Regions from separate parts of the Sus scrofa genome. Here region 2 is linked to region 1. The links are chromatin contacts, called in public Hi-C maps. All regions are on one chromosome and are shown on one strand. Each heading gives the region's core, a stretch centred on a gene start, on an enhancer-like site or on the middle of the called end of the contact. The rest is flanking DNA. Distances are from core to core; before and after follow the strand shown.

Region 1 (6,658 bases), core at 2,760-5,259:
ATAATTTGGGCCGTGGTGTGCAGAGGCTTAACGTGGAATCTCAGTTCCCAGACCAGAGGTCCAACCCAGGCAGCCTCAGTGAAAGTGCTAAATCCTGACCATTAGACCACCAGGGAATGCCCCCTGACTTTTTTTGGCCACACTCATGGCACACAGAAGTTCCTGGTCAGAGATCTAACCCATACCACAGCAGTGACTGGAGCCCCTACAGTGACAATGCCAGGCCCTTAACCTGCTGAGCCGCAGAGGAGCTTCCCCTTGACCTACTTTTAATAGCAACATAACATAAGGTACTACCTAATTTCCTCACTGTGAACAGTCTCGTTGCTTCCACTGCTTGCTACCACAAACAATGCTACAAAAAATTTTCTTTCTATAGTTATTTTTTGCTTTTTAGGGCCACACCCACAGCATATGGAAGCTCCCAGGCTAGGGGTCAAATCAGAGCTGCAGCTGCTGGCCTACACCACAGACACAGCAATGCCAGATCCAAGCCGAGTCTGCAACGTACACCACAGCTCATGGCAACGCCAGATCTCTAACTCACTGAACGGGGCCAGGGATTGAACCTGCATCTTCATGGATACTAGCTGGGTTTGCTAACAACTGAGCCACAGTGGGAACTCAAATTTTTACCAATATCCCTATTGATGAGTTTTTTTTTTTTTTTGTCTTTTGTCTTTTTGTCTGTTGTTGTTGTTGTTGCTGTTGTTGCTATTTCTTGGGCCGCTCCCGCGGCATATGGAGGTTCCCAGGCTAGGGGTCGAATCGGAGCTGTAGCCACCGGCCTACGCCAGAGCCACAGCAACGCGGGATCCGAGCCGCGTCTGCAACCTACACCACAGTTCACGGCAACGCCAGATCGTTAACCCACTGAGCAGGGGCAGGGACCGAACCGGCAACCTCATGGTTCCTAGTCGGATTCGTTAACCACTGCGCCACGACGGGAACTCCTGATGAGTTTTTTTTTTAAAGACTAGCTCTTCAAAGTGAGATTACTATATTAAAGACTCACTACGTTTAAAATTTTGCTATTGCCAATATACTTACCAAGAAGGACACAGAGTTCACAATATCATCACAATGTATGAGTTAGCTTTCCTCACCTTTACCATCAAAAGATGGTGGTTAAAAAAAATCAAAATCTTTTGATTTTTTGCTAATCTGAGGGGTGAAAATATTCTCCTTTTCCCAGGAAATTGTATTTCCCTGACTAGCAATGAAGTTTCTTATTTATTGGCCAGTTGTACTTCTTTACCTATAAAACTGCCAGCTAGCATTCTCGGCCCATTTATCTCACCTTTTTTCCCTGTCAGTTTGTAGGAGTTCTTTGTATAGTATAGATATTAACTCTTTAGACTCCCACACTTGTATCTTCAGCCCAGACCTCTGCCCTGAACTCCAGATACAGAGCTAATTGTCCATTGGTATCTCCACTTGGAGAGGCATCTCAAATTTATTAGGTCTAAAATAGAATTTCTGGCATCCGGGGAGTTCCCGTCGTGGCGCAGTGGTTAACGAATCCGACTAGGAACCATGAGGTTGCCGGTTCGGTCCCTGCCCCTGCTCAGTGGGTTAACGATCCGGCGTTGCTGTGAGCTGTGGTGTAGGTTGCAGACGCGGCTCGGATCCCGCGTTGCTGTGGCTCTGGCGTAGGCCGGTGGCTACAGCTCCGATTTGACCCCTAGCCTGGGAACCTCCATATGCCACGCGAGCGGCCCAAGAAATAGCAAAAAAAGACAAAAAAAAAAAAAAGAATTTCTGGCATCCATCACATTCCCCATCTCAGTTAACGGCAACTAGGTGCTTCCACCTGCCTGGTGTCATCTTTAACTTCTTTTTCTCACAACTCACATCTGATCACACACTGTGTTGGCTCTGCCCTAAAACTATATCCAAATCTGAACACTTCCCCTGGATTCTACTGCGGCCATCCAGATCCATGTCACCATCACCTCCCTGCTGGATTTTTGCAGTAGTGATAATTGTTCTGAGCAAAGGACTATTTTCTCTTTGTTTTTGTCCATTTCACTAGCAGCCAGAATGATACTAATAAAACTATGAAAGATAAGTCACATCCGATGAATATCTCTGCTCTCTATACTACTCATTAAGAGTGAAAGCCGGAGTTGCGGTTGCGGTGCAGTGGAAACAAATCTGCCTAGTATCCATGAGGATGCAGGTTTGATCCCCAGCCTTGCTCAGTGGGCTGGGGATCCAGTGTTGCTGTGAGCTGTGGTGTAGGTTGACAGCTGTAGCTCTGATTCCACCCCCTAGCCTGGAAACATCCATATGCTGCGGGTGCGGCCCTAAAAAGTAAAAATAAATAAATAAAAAGGTGTGAAATCCAAAGTTATTTCAATGGCCCATAAGGGGCTACACCTCCTCCTCAACCTTATGATGTATTATTCAATCTGCTCCCCTCCTAGCTGTACCAGTTCTTTGTGATTCCTTGAACAGACAGGCATGCTGCTGTGCCCCAGAACTTTGAGACATGTACTTTCTGGCTGGGATGATTCCCCCAGAAGATGAGTTGTTTGCTCCCCTCATTACTTCAAGTCTTTATCACTAACAGGCTATATGTTTTACTTAATTGATAATTATTATCTGTCTCTCCCCACCAAAATACAAGCTCCAAGGTCGAGATTTTTGTCACTTTTTTTTGGCCGTGCCTGCAGGTGTGTGGAAATACCTGGGCCAGGGGTCAAACCCAAGCCACAGCTGTAACCAGAGCAACAGCAGAGACAAAATCCGCTCCTTAACCCGCTGAGCCACCATGGAACTCCAGTTTTTGACATTTTTTAAATTCACTGCTGCATCCTTGGTGCTACCGCACAGGGTAGGTGCTCAAGAAAAGTTGAACTTGTAAGCAAATATTTCCCTGAGTTTATCACATGTTCTTATCTTTTGGATGCCTTCTGCTATGCAAAAGGTTTTGTGTGTGTGTGGCTTTTTAGGGCTGCACCTTCAGCACATGGAGGTTCCCAGGCTAGGGGTCTAATCAGAGCTACAGCTGCCGGCCTACACCACAGCCACAGCAATGCCAGATCCGAGCTGCATCTGCGACCTACACCACAGCTCACGACAATGCTAGATCCTTAACCCACTGAGCAAGGCCAGGGGTGGAACCTGCGTCCTCATGGATGCTAGCCAGATTCATTTCCCCTGAGCCACGACCCAAACTCCCCAATCTTTTTATTTACATACATGTCAGTTTTGAAGTTTTCCCTCTTTTATTTAAAGTCTCAACTTTTACCCCCTCAAGGACCTTTCTCTCGACTTCATTTCCTACTTTATGCAACTTTTTATTGTGGAAAATTTCAAGCATATACAAGAGTGATAGAAGTCATTCCTCGTTGGGAAATTCCCTAAAGGCAGCGGTGGCTCTGATTTTCTTTTTCTTTTTTTTTTTAAACTGTCTCCACCGTCTGCAACCTCTGGGAATGTGTTCCCAAAGACGGATTTAAAGGCACGAGGGTTTCTCCCGGGCAGATGCCTCTCAGGTCCCCTCAGACCGCGCAGCACTGGCGGCACTCCCGGGAGCCGTGTGCTGACCGAAGGCGTTCGTACTGGTTTCTCCCGCCAGGCCTGGCCTTCCCGAAGACACTCTCACTGCCACCTCCAGGCGCGGGTTTGGCCTAGGCTGCCAGACGCGGAGGGGCTCTGACTTCCGACTGAACAAAGTTTTTCCTTGGGGCCCGCCAACCCCGGCCCCACCCAGGTCAGAGGCCACCACGCCGACTAGGCCTCTCCGACGCTCAGCGGCTCCCAGCGCGCGTATTCCCTTCTCTAACCCTTTCCCCCGCCTCCCCCCCGGCAGTGGCGGTTGGTCGCGCGCCGCCGTCCCTCTCCCACCCCCTCAGCTAACGAGCGGGCTCCAGGTCCTCTGGGATTGGCTGCGCCTAAGAGCATCTTCTTTCAGCCTCTCTGATTGGCTGTAGGCCGCACAGGATGTGGGCTCCGATTGGCTAGGTAAGAGCGCCTGCGCGGCGGGGTTCTCGGTCGCCAGCCATTCCTGGGGAGGACTGCCGGCGGGTCGGACGTCTCGCCAGTCGCTGGAGGAGAGGTCCCGGCTCTCCGGGAGGGCAGCTGCGGCGGCAAAATGAAGATATTCGTGGGAAACGTCGATGGGGCGGATACGACGCCGGAGGAGCTGGCAGCTCTCTTCGCGCCCTACGGCACGGTCATGAGCTGCGCCGTCATGAAACAGTTCGCCTTCGTGCACATGCGCGAGAACGCGGGCGCGCTGCGCGCCATCGAGGCCCTGCACGGCCACGAGCTGCGGCCGGGGCGCGCGCTCGTAGTGGAGATGTCGCGCCCACGGCCTCTTAACACTTGGAAGATATTCGTGGGCAATGTGTCGGCTGCGTGCACGAGCCAGGAATTGCGCAGCCTCTTCGAGCGCCGCGGACGCGTCATCGAGTGTGACGTGGTGAAAGGTAACGCTGAGGCGGGGGGGGCGCGGGCGCGCTCGGGGCACTCTGCTTCTTAGCCACGCCCCTTTCCCGGGGGTCGGTCACTGAGCGGTTGGCGGTGGGGAGATGGCCGGAGGTGTTGGGGGCGCGTTGGGTAGAGACTCCCTCCTCCCTTGCGGTCCAGGCACCATTAACCAAATGGGAGGAAGCGGCTCTGGGTGGGTGCGGCGGCCACTGTGAGCCGAGCTGCGGGGCCGGGGACGCGCCTGAGAGACTTGGGAGGGTACCGGGGGCGCGCCTTCCACTGGTCTCCTGGGCCTGGTACCGAGCGGAAATTGGGAAGTGACGGGCAGAAGCCGGATCATGGAGCGGGGAAGATTTCGCCACTTCCCCACTTCCTCTCCAGACGTCGGTCAGAGGAAGGGAAAAGGGAAAAGGTGAGGGCTGACGCCCCAAGCCCACCCTCGTGTTCCCTCCCGATGAGTGCTCCCGAGCGGAAGGTAACGGGGCCCTTGGACGTTTTGGGGCTGGGATCTTTTAGTATTGTGTGGTTTGGGTCTATTCATAGGTATAGTTACTCCTGGGTACAGGAGGGGCCCCTTCTGAACCACTTTGGCCTTTCAGTATTGTTAGGGGAATTAGGCGTGGCAACTCTGCGCTTTCCAACTCCCTCAAACTTGTTCTTTTTTTCCTCTGGAATCGACTTTAACTGGAAACCCTGACCTTTCACGTGTGGATGGAGGCTTGTTTTGTGAAGTCTCCTTCTGAGCATCCAAGCTGGTGCCCCAGGGCAGTGTCCTTCTTTTATAAGCTTGGTGGTTTTGCAAGGTAGCACACTTTGTGGCTGAGGGGGACATGGGACCTTAACTTACTAGTCGTCTTGGCTGAAATAGTCTAGTTGTCAGGGGAGAGCCCTAGTTTGCTTCAAGAAAACTGTATCACCATAATTTAGGCCTGACTTCCTTTTTGGGACTCTCTTGACTTTTTTCATAGTCTGAGGGTTTATCCCCTAAGCTCTTTTTCTTTTTCGTTGGCAAGATTTGGAGGTACAGCCCTTGTGTATATGGCCGGTTTCTGTTCCACTTGGAACAGATCAGAGTTAACTTTGCCTTGCTGTCTTAAAGGATGTAATCTGGGAGTGAGTATCTGATCCCTTGTTTTTGGTGTTGGATTCACACCTGCTTATACCCTATGTGAGAAGTTCTGAGGATAGGAAATACATTTGAGAGCAGATGCTTACTCATTTCCATCAAGATACATCATTTGCTGTCCTGGAAAGGCGCATCTTTTAAGTTGTTCCTTATTCTTTCTGTAACTGGGGAAGTGTAAAGTATAAAGTCTCCACCACTAGGCGTAATTCATTCTTTTGCATTAGTACTGCAAGCTGTTTTCCTCAACTCAGGCTATGCAGATCCACGACTAACCAGAATCAGGCTTTCCTCCTGGGTGCTCTGATGAGGCAGGCTGTATGGTGCATAGATTTCTGCTTTTGTTTACACTGAAAGAGTGGGGAGGGCCTCCAGTTGGGCACCTGACCAGGAAATGGATGGGGGTATATGACTCATGAGAGTTCTGTGTTTAATTGACCTAGTATGTTTTATGTTTTTAAATTTTTATTTTTTGGTGGTTCTTAGGTAGGGTGGCTACTTGATTGGGAGTCTAGAAAGCAGCATCTGAGAGGATAGTCTCTGGAACTCATTGGTCAAGAAGCCTCCTTTGGGGTGGTAGAGAAAGCCGAAAATTTGCCTGAGTGCTTGGAACTGACATCAAGTGACAGTAGTGGGGGCGGGGGGGGGGTGAAGTGTGTAACTGCATGTGGTTTTTAGAACTTCTGGCTGATTCCTTGTGAGAATCCTAACGAACAAAAGTTTGGCGAATTTTGTCCCTTTGTAAATATTTGGCAGAAATGCATGGACTTCCTCAGGGAGTGATGGTTAGTTGTTACTTGTAGTTATGCTGATAACGTAAGAGAGCTCCAGTGTATGTAAGGGACTGTGGGAAAGATTTGAGGATCATATGCTCCTTTGATGCCTTTGTATTTGGAGTGAAGGAAAGTGAGGTTTTAAAGTTGGGAATGTAGTAGAAGAGCCTGGTTCTGGCCCCTTAAAGAGTGATCCATTTCTTGGTCTGGCAATGGACATTTGATTGAGTTGTCTTGTGTTCTTGCTGGTCTTTGAAAAGCACAGAAGCTTGGCATTGCATGGGACAACTAGTTCTGTTTCATTTCACAGGGGAAAAAAACT
Region 2 (6,658 bases), core at 1,215-3,714, 54 kb before region 1:
CTGCTTCAGGAACCACTGGCCCTCCACGTTGCCCGTGACGGAAAAGGCCCAGCAGGAGCCGCACATGCCCTGCGGAGACGGTGGAGTCAGGCGGGGCCCCTTCCAGACGCCTCGCCTCCCACCCTGGCTTCTAGGGCTCCAACCTGGTCCTTGACTTTGGTGACAGCCCCCTTTTTCCTCCAGTCCCACTCGGGGGGAGGAAGGCTGGAGACGGACTTGGCGAGGCGCATCTTCCGGCCGGGCTCCTCTTGCAGGAGGGGGTTCAGGTAGATGGTGCGGAACTCCTCCTCTGCGGGCCGAGCGGGCCGGGGGATGGGGAAAAGCGTTGGAAGCCGGTCCTGGCTGGGGGCCTCGGGAGCAGGCCCTGTCGCTTCCAGGCACCATGAGGACTCTGGCCGCCACCCCTACCTGTAAGGTCACTGAACTTGGTGACCCCGTACCGAGCTGTGCCAGTGTCCAGGGCCTGGATCTTCTGCGCTCGCACCATGTTGTTGGCGAAGACGGACATGCGCCACCTGGCTTCTGTGGGGAGAGGAGAGGAGAAGCTTGGGCCCCAGATCCTAGCAGGAGAGGTGCTTGGGGATAAGAAGAGGCAGAAGTTCCCCTGGGGCAAAGGTGGGCTCTGGATCGGGCCTGAAGCTTATTTCAAAAAGGGTGGCACCCTGGGGTAGGTGGGGGTGGGGGCCAGACTTGCAAGTGGGTTAAGAGGGGGGACGAACTGGGGTGATGACTTGCCAGCTATGAAAACAAAACCAACCCGGGCTCTTAAGGGCACCCCCAGACAGGAGGTTGTGGGCAAAGGCCACCCTGCTGGGGGTCCTCCAACAGAGAAAATGTGGCCTTTGCCCCACCCCACTTTATCCAGAAAGATGGAGACCTATGGTTTCTGAAAACCAGATGGGAGAAGGGGTCAGGTACCTGAGACAGATGCCAGGTCCTGGGAGGCTGAGCAAGAACTCGGGAATTTAGGGCGTCCTTGAAAGGATCTCTTGTGCCCTTCCCCTCTCCAACACCACGGTGCCAAGTTGGGGGGAAGGCCCTGACCTGACTGGGACAGCTACAGCCAAGGCTGGGTCCTCACCCTCCTTTGTATCATACGTCCGATTATAGGTGGTGACAAATTCCTTGAAGATCGAAGCCATCTTCACAGAAAAGTCCTGGAAAGGCAGAGGGGTCTTTTCAAGGAGTCCTTCTCAGACTGACCAGGGAGGGGAAGAGAGGGGACATAAGGCAGCAGCCAGCTTCCCACCTGGGGCAGGGGATCCTTGTTCAACAGTGGGAGGAATGAACTGAAAGTCTCGTTTGTGTCATCTGGAGAGGGTTCCAACAGAGAAGAGTTAGGACTGAACCCTAGGTGAGGTGTGACCTGAGCTCTCCCAGCATCCTGGGCTGTCCCAGCACCTGTAACCTTGGTATCCACTGGGCCACAGTCCCGCCTCAGCAGCATGTGTTTTCCCAGCTCGTCCAGGACTTCGAAGCTGCAGAGCTGGAGGCAGATGAGGAAGCCAGTCAGGGGACTGGGTTGGGAGCAAGGCCTCGGCAAGAAGGAGCTGGAGGGGTCTCAGATGAAGACCAGCTCCAAGGCAATCACCCCCAGAGTGGAGAGCCGGGCAGACACCCTCCCTTTCACAGCATCTTGGTCTCTAGCCGTCCAGGCCTGGTTAGGGACTCAGGGTGGAGTAGCCGAGGCCTCAAAAGCTCCCTCTAGAAACCTGACCCATCAGCCAAAGGACTGCCAGACTCAGTCCGGGGGCAGGAAAGCGCAGGAACCCCATCACTCACCAGGGTTTTCTTGGATATAGGGAGCTGGCACACGGTAGGGTCGTTGCAGGGAGGCTCCACCAGAGTGGCCTTCAGGGAGTACAGCGACCCCCGGCCCGCCTGGATGGAAGGAAGGATGAGGCACCCAGAGCCACTCCCTCCTTCGTCCGGCTTTCACTGGGTCGACAGATCCACCATGTCCCTTCCTCTTCCCAATCACTAGAGATCCAACGCCCCCGCCCCAAGTTTAGCCCCCTCCCCAGGTCTGGCGTCCAACGCCCTCGCCCCAAGTTCCCAGCCCTCCGACGAGGGCCCCGCTCGCTCCGGACCGGAGAGCTCCCGCCCCGAGTGGGTCCTCACCCGGCGGACGCGTCCGCGCACGGCCCTCAACGCGGCCCTCGTCCCGGCAGCCCGGCCGCGGTTGTACATCTCCAGGGCGAAGCGGGCGGGCGCCAGGAGCTCCGGGGACGCCAGCTCCCTGGCCTGCGGGCCGGCCGCTCGGGGCTTCTTGGGGGCGGGAGCGGCGTCCGGGAGCAGCCCCAGCAGCAACAGCAGCTGCAGCCAGGGGGCCATGGCGAGGGCGAAACCGGCGGCCCGGACTCACGCACAAAGCAACGCGCGGACCAACCGACCGGGCGGAGCTGCCCGCAGCCGGAGGGCCCTCGTCCCCCACCCGCAGCTCCAGAGACCGCGGGGCGCCGGCCAATGGGCGCCGGCGGGGTGCGCCTGCGCACTATGTTGTTTACGTGAGGCACGTGGGGCGCGCCGGCCGCGCAGGCGCGGAATTACAATCGCACCCTAAAGCGGCGTAGCAGCAGCCGGGGCTGGAGGGGGCCCGGGGTTGCAGCCTTGAAGTAATCTTTTTAGGTCTTGGATCTGCTGTTTGGGGAGGGGAGAGGATGCTGGCCTGAGAATAGAAATAATAACTGGCATTTCTTGCGTGCTTATTATATGTTACACGGTTTATGCCATCCCTCTCTAATCACGGTAGCCATCCTGCGAAGTAGGTGTTACCCGCATCTAATCAGTGAGGAAATGGAGGCTTAGAGAATTTAAATGGCTTTGCCAAACATCTGTTACGTGAAAGAGCCGGACTTGAACCCAGGGAGTTGGCCTCAGAGCTTGAGTTCACAGCTTGATCCTCTCTTTCGTTTTTCTCTCTCTTTTTTTGTCTTTTTAGGGCCGTACCCAGGGCATATGGAGGTTCCCAGACTAGGGATCAAATCAGAGCTGTAGCTGCCGGCCTAGGCCAGAGCCACAGCAACACTGGATCTGAGCCTCGTCTGCGACCTCACCACAGCTCACAGCTACAGGGGATCCTTAACCCACTGAGCTAGGCCAGGGATCGAACCTGCATCCTTATGGATGCTAGTCAAGTTCGTTAACCACTGAGCCATGGCGGGAACTCCGGTTCCTCTCTTTTTATCAGTAAAATGGCACCTAATATTCTCTGGACTGGCAGTGCCTCAGGCTGTTATGGGGATCAGAGGCAAATGTGCAAACAGTGCAGGGGGCTGGGACTGATCTTTTGTAAGCATTCACCACTATGTTCCAGGGCCCAACAAGAGGAAGCGCAGATGCACTAAGCATAGTGCTGCCTATTGGAAGCTTCCAGTGTAGTGGAGAGACAGGTGAGAAAGGAATTTTCCTCCAAGATGTGACCGGCTATGGGAGAGGCATTGGGACTTTTCTTAGATCCAGATTTCCAGAGATCCACATTGGTGTCTGTCGTATTTCACCTTTGTGGGAAACCATCTTCCCCAAAGCCTGTTCCCTGGACACTGGAGCCTCCTGATGAGTGTCTGGAAGAAAGTGTGACTTATCTTCTCATCAGACTGAGGCAAGAGACATACTTATAATTCATGGAGGAAAAGGAAGGATATTTTAAGTCACACATGTTGGAGTTCCTGCTGTGGTGCAACAGGATCAGCAGTGTCTTGGGAGCCCTGGGACGCAGGTTCTATCCTGGGCTCAGCACAGTGGGTTAAGGATCCAGCGTTGCTGCAGTTTTGGCTTAGGTTGAAACTGTGGCTCGGATCTGATTCCTGGCCTGGGAACTCCATATGCCTCTGGGAAAAAAAAAAAAAAAAAAAGTCACACATATGTTATCTCGGGCAATTCTCACAACAACCTTCAAGAGAAAAATTGTACAATTACCCATGAGGATAGTGAAGCAGGGGCATGCCAAAGTTCAGAAGCTGAGCTGAAAAGAGGGAGGCAGCAGAGGAGACTGGGAATAAATGGACATTGAGCGACTAAGAGAGGGTGATGTCAAGAAAGTAGAAGAGGAAGTTCCCAAGGTGGAGCAGTATAAATGAATCCGACTAGTACCTGTGATGTTGCGGGTTCGATCCCCGCCCTCACTCACTGGGTTAAGGATCCAGCATTGCCATGGGCTGTGGTGCAGCTTGCAGATGTGTCTCAGATCCCGAGTTGCTATGGCTGTGGTGTACGCTGGCAGCTACAGCTCTGACTAGACCCCTAGCCTGGGAACCTCCATGGGCCACAAGTGCGGCCCTAAAAAGCTAAAAAAAAAAAAAAAAAAAAAAAAGAGAGAGAGAGAGAAGAAAGAAAGTAGAAAAAAGGAAAGTATCTCAAGGAAGAGAAAGTGGAGTTCCCTTGTGGCTCAGTGGGTTAGGGATCTGGTGTTTTCATTGCTGTGGCTCTGGTCACTATTGTGCCACAGGTTCAGTCCCTGGCCCGGGGAACTTCGACATGCCATGGGTACAGCCAAAAAAAAAACCCAAACAAACCAATTTTGGAGTTTCCATTGTGGCTCAGCAGATTAAGGACCCAATACTGTCTGTGAGGATTTGGGTTCAATCCCTGGCCTTGCTCAGTGGGTCAAGGATCTGGTGTTGTGGCATAAGATGCAGCTGCAGCTGATTTGACCCCTGGCCTGGTAACTTTCATATTCTGCAGGTATGGCCGTAAAAAGAAAAAAAAAAGGAAGAAAGAGGAAATACATTGGCTGTGTCCAATGCCACAGAGAGGGCAAGTAAGATTAAAAAAGAGACGTGACCTTGGGACTGGGCAATGGTAGGTCTTCAGCAGCCTCATTAAGTGTGGTAGGTTGAGGGAGTCCCCTGATGGCCTAGCAGTTTAGAATCTGAGGTTGTCACTGCTGTGGCTGGGTCCCTGCTGTGGTAATTCAATCCCTGGCTGTGGGTGTGCCAAAAATTTTTTTAAAGAGTGGTGGGTTGGAGTCCCGTTGTGGCTCAGGGAGTTAAGAACACAACTAGCATCCATGAGGGCTCAGGTTCGATCCCTGGCCTCGCTCAGTGGGTTAAGGATTTGGCGTTGCCGTGAACTGTGGTGTAGGCTGCAGACACGGCTCACATCTGGCGTTGTGGCTGTGATGTAGGCTGGCAGCTGCAGCTCCAATTTGACCCCTAGCCTGGAAACTTCCATGTGCTGAGGGTGAGGTCCTAAAAAAAGACAAAAGACAAAAATAAATAAATAAATAAAAAATAAAAAGAATGGCTAACATTTAATGAGCACGAGCTACATGCTATGCACTTCACATTCTTAGCACATACATGTATTAGCCCATTAAACCCCACGACATCCCTGTGAAACAAGTATCAGGCAGACGAGGAAACTAAAGCAACAAAAGATTCAGTTACTTGCCCAAGTTGCAGAAATGGTGATGCTGGAGGCGGGGTTTGAATCCAGTTCTATTTTTTTTGTCTTTTTGCCATGTCTTGGGCCACTCTTGCGGCATATGGAGGTTCCCAGGCTAAAGGTCTCATCAGAGCTGTAGCCACCAGCCTACACCAGAGCCATAGCAACTCGGGATCGAGCCATGTCTGCAACCTACACCACAGCTCACGGCAACGCCGGATCGTTAACCCACCGAGCAAGGCCAGGGATGGAACCCGCAACCTCATGGTTCCTAGTTGGATTCATTAACCACTGCGCCACGACGGGAACTCCCCAAATCCAATTCTAATACAGAAAAAGATTCTGCTTCTCAGACTGGCCTCTGCGGACCCCCTGGGGTGCAGGAGGTCTGCCATGTAAAGCCAGAGGATAAACACAGCCTTCTTCCTCCAAGCACACGGAATAGACTAAATAGATCAGTTACTCACTGGCAGGGGATGTGGGTGAGGGGTGGGGGAGTACGACAATGTGGTCCTGGCTTCTGCTTTAGTAGGTCCAGGTAATGAACTTGAACTTCAAATATGTGGGTGACTCCTAGGAGCACTTGCGGTTTTTGGTTTTGTTTTTTTTTTTCTTTTTAGGGCCTCACCCGAGGCATATGGAAGTTCCCAGGCTAGGAGTCAAATCAGAGCTGCAGCTGCTGGCCTACACCACAACCACAGCAACTCAGGATCCGAGCCATATCTGTGACCTACACCGCATCTTGTGGCAACACCAGATCCTTAACCCACTGAGTGAGGCCAAGGATCGAACCTGCATCCTCATGGATCCTAGTCAGGTTCTTAACCCCTTGAGCCACAACAGGAACTCCAGAAGCACTTATATTTGAAAAGTAGGTCCTTATATGTCCATTTCTATACTGAGATGGAATTTATTTTAAATTGACTTTCTATTGAACATGTCCCCCAGATATTCAGGATGGGGTGCGACATTTGCAGCATTTCTTTAAAGACCTGAATTTTCAATGAAAGGGCAGGCACTTGCAGCTCATCCCTATTCCCAGCATAAGAGGTTGATCTCACCCCCTTCTGCCGTGAGGGTTTGAGAAGCTCTGCACCACGTACACTGAGGCAGAGGCCGCCCAGACATGCAAAATGTCTAGGGGATGGCCCAACACCCAGGATGCGGCCAGATGGAACTGACCTTTCTAGGACAAGGTGGAGCAAATAGCAGGCGTCCCTTCCAGGAATTTCACCTGATTTATGAGAATGGCAGTAACAGCTGCGCGATCTGA

What was found. A called contact is a pair of places that touch in the nucleus more often than the background predicts.
Region 2: a contact with region 1 is called in a Hi-C map of alveolar macrophages, with 2.9 times the contacts expected there. The contact joins the promoter of CTSF here to the promoter of RBM14 in region 1. A contact is called at or near these places in 2 of 47 Hi-C or Micro-C datasets (alveolar macrophages and liver) and 1 of 2 datasets of contacts at active chromatin or transcription factors (alveolar macrophages).

The regions. Positions count from the first base shown.
Region 1 is chr2:5,798,109-5,804,766 of Sscrofa11.1, reverse strand. It overlaps RBM14 (RNA binding motif protein 14), which reads left to right and starts at 4,009. Exons shown (of 3, transcript NM_001244221.1): 1 at 4,009-4,439. The coding sequence starts at 4,103.
Region 2 is chr2:5,850,889-5,857,546 of Sscrofa11.1, reverse strand. CTSF (cathepsin F) reads right to left here and starts at 2,464. Exons shown (of 13, transcript XR_002341429.1): 1 at 2,122-2,464; 2 at 1,783-1,881; 3 at 1,402-1,486; 4 at 1,250-1,311; 5 at 1,082-1,157; 6 at 409-522; 7 at 144-289; 8 at 1-69.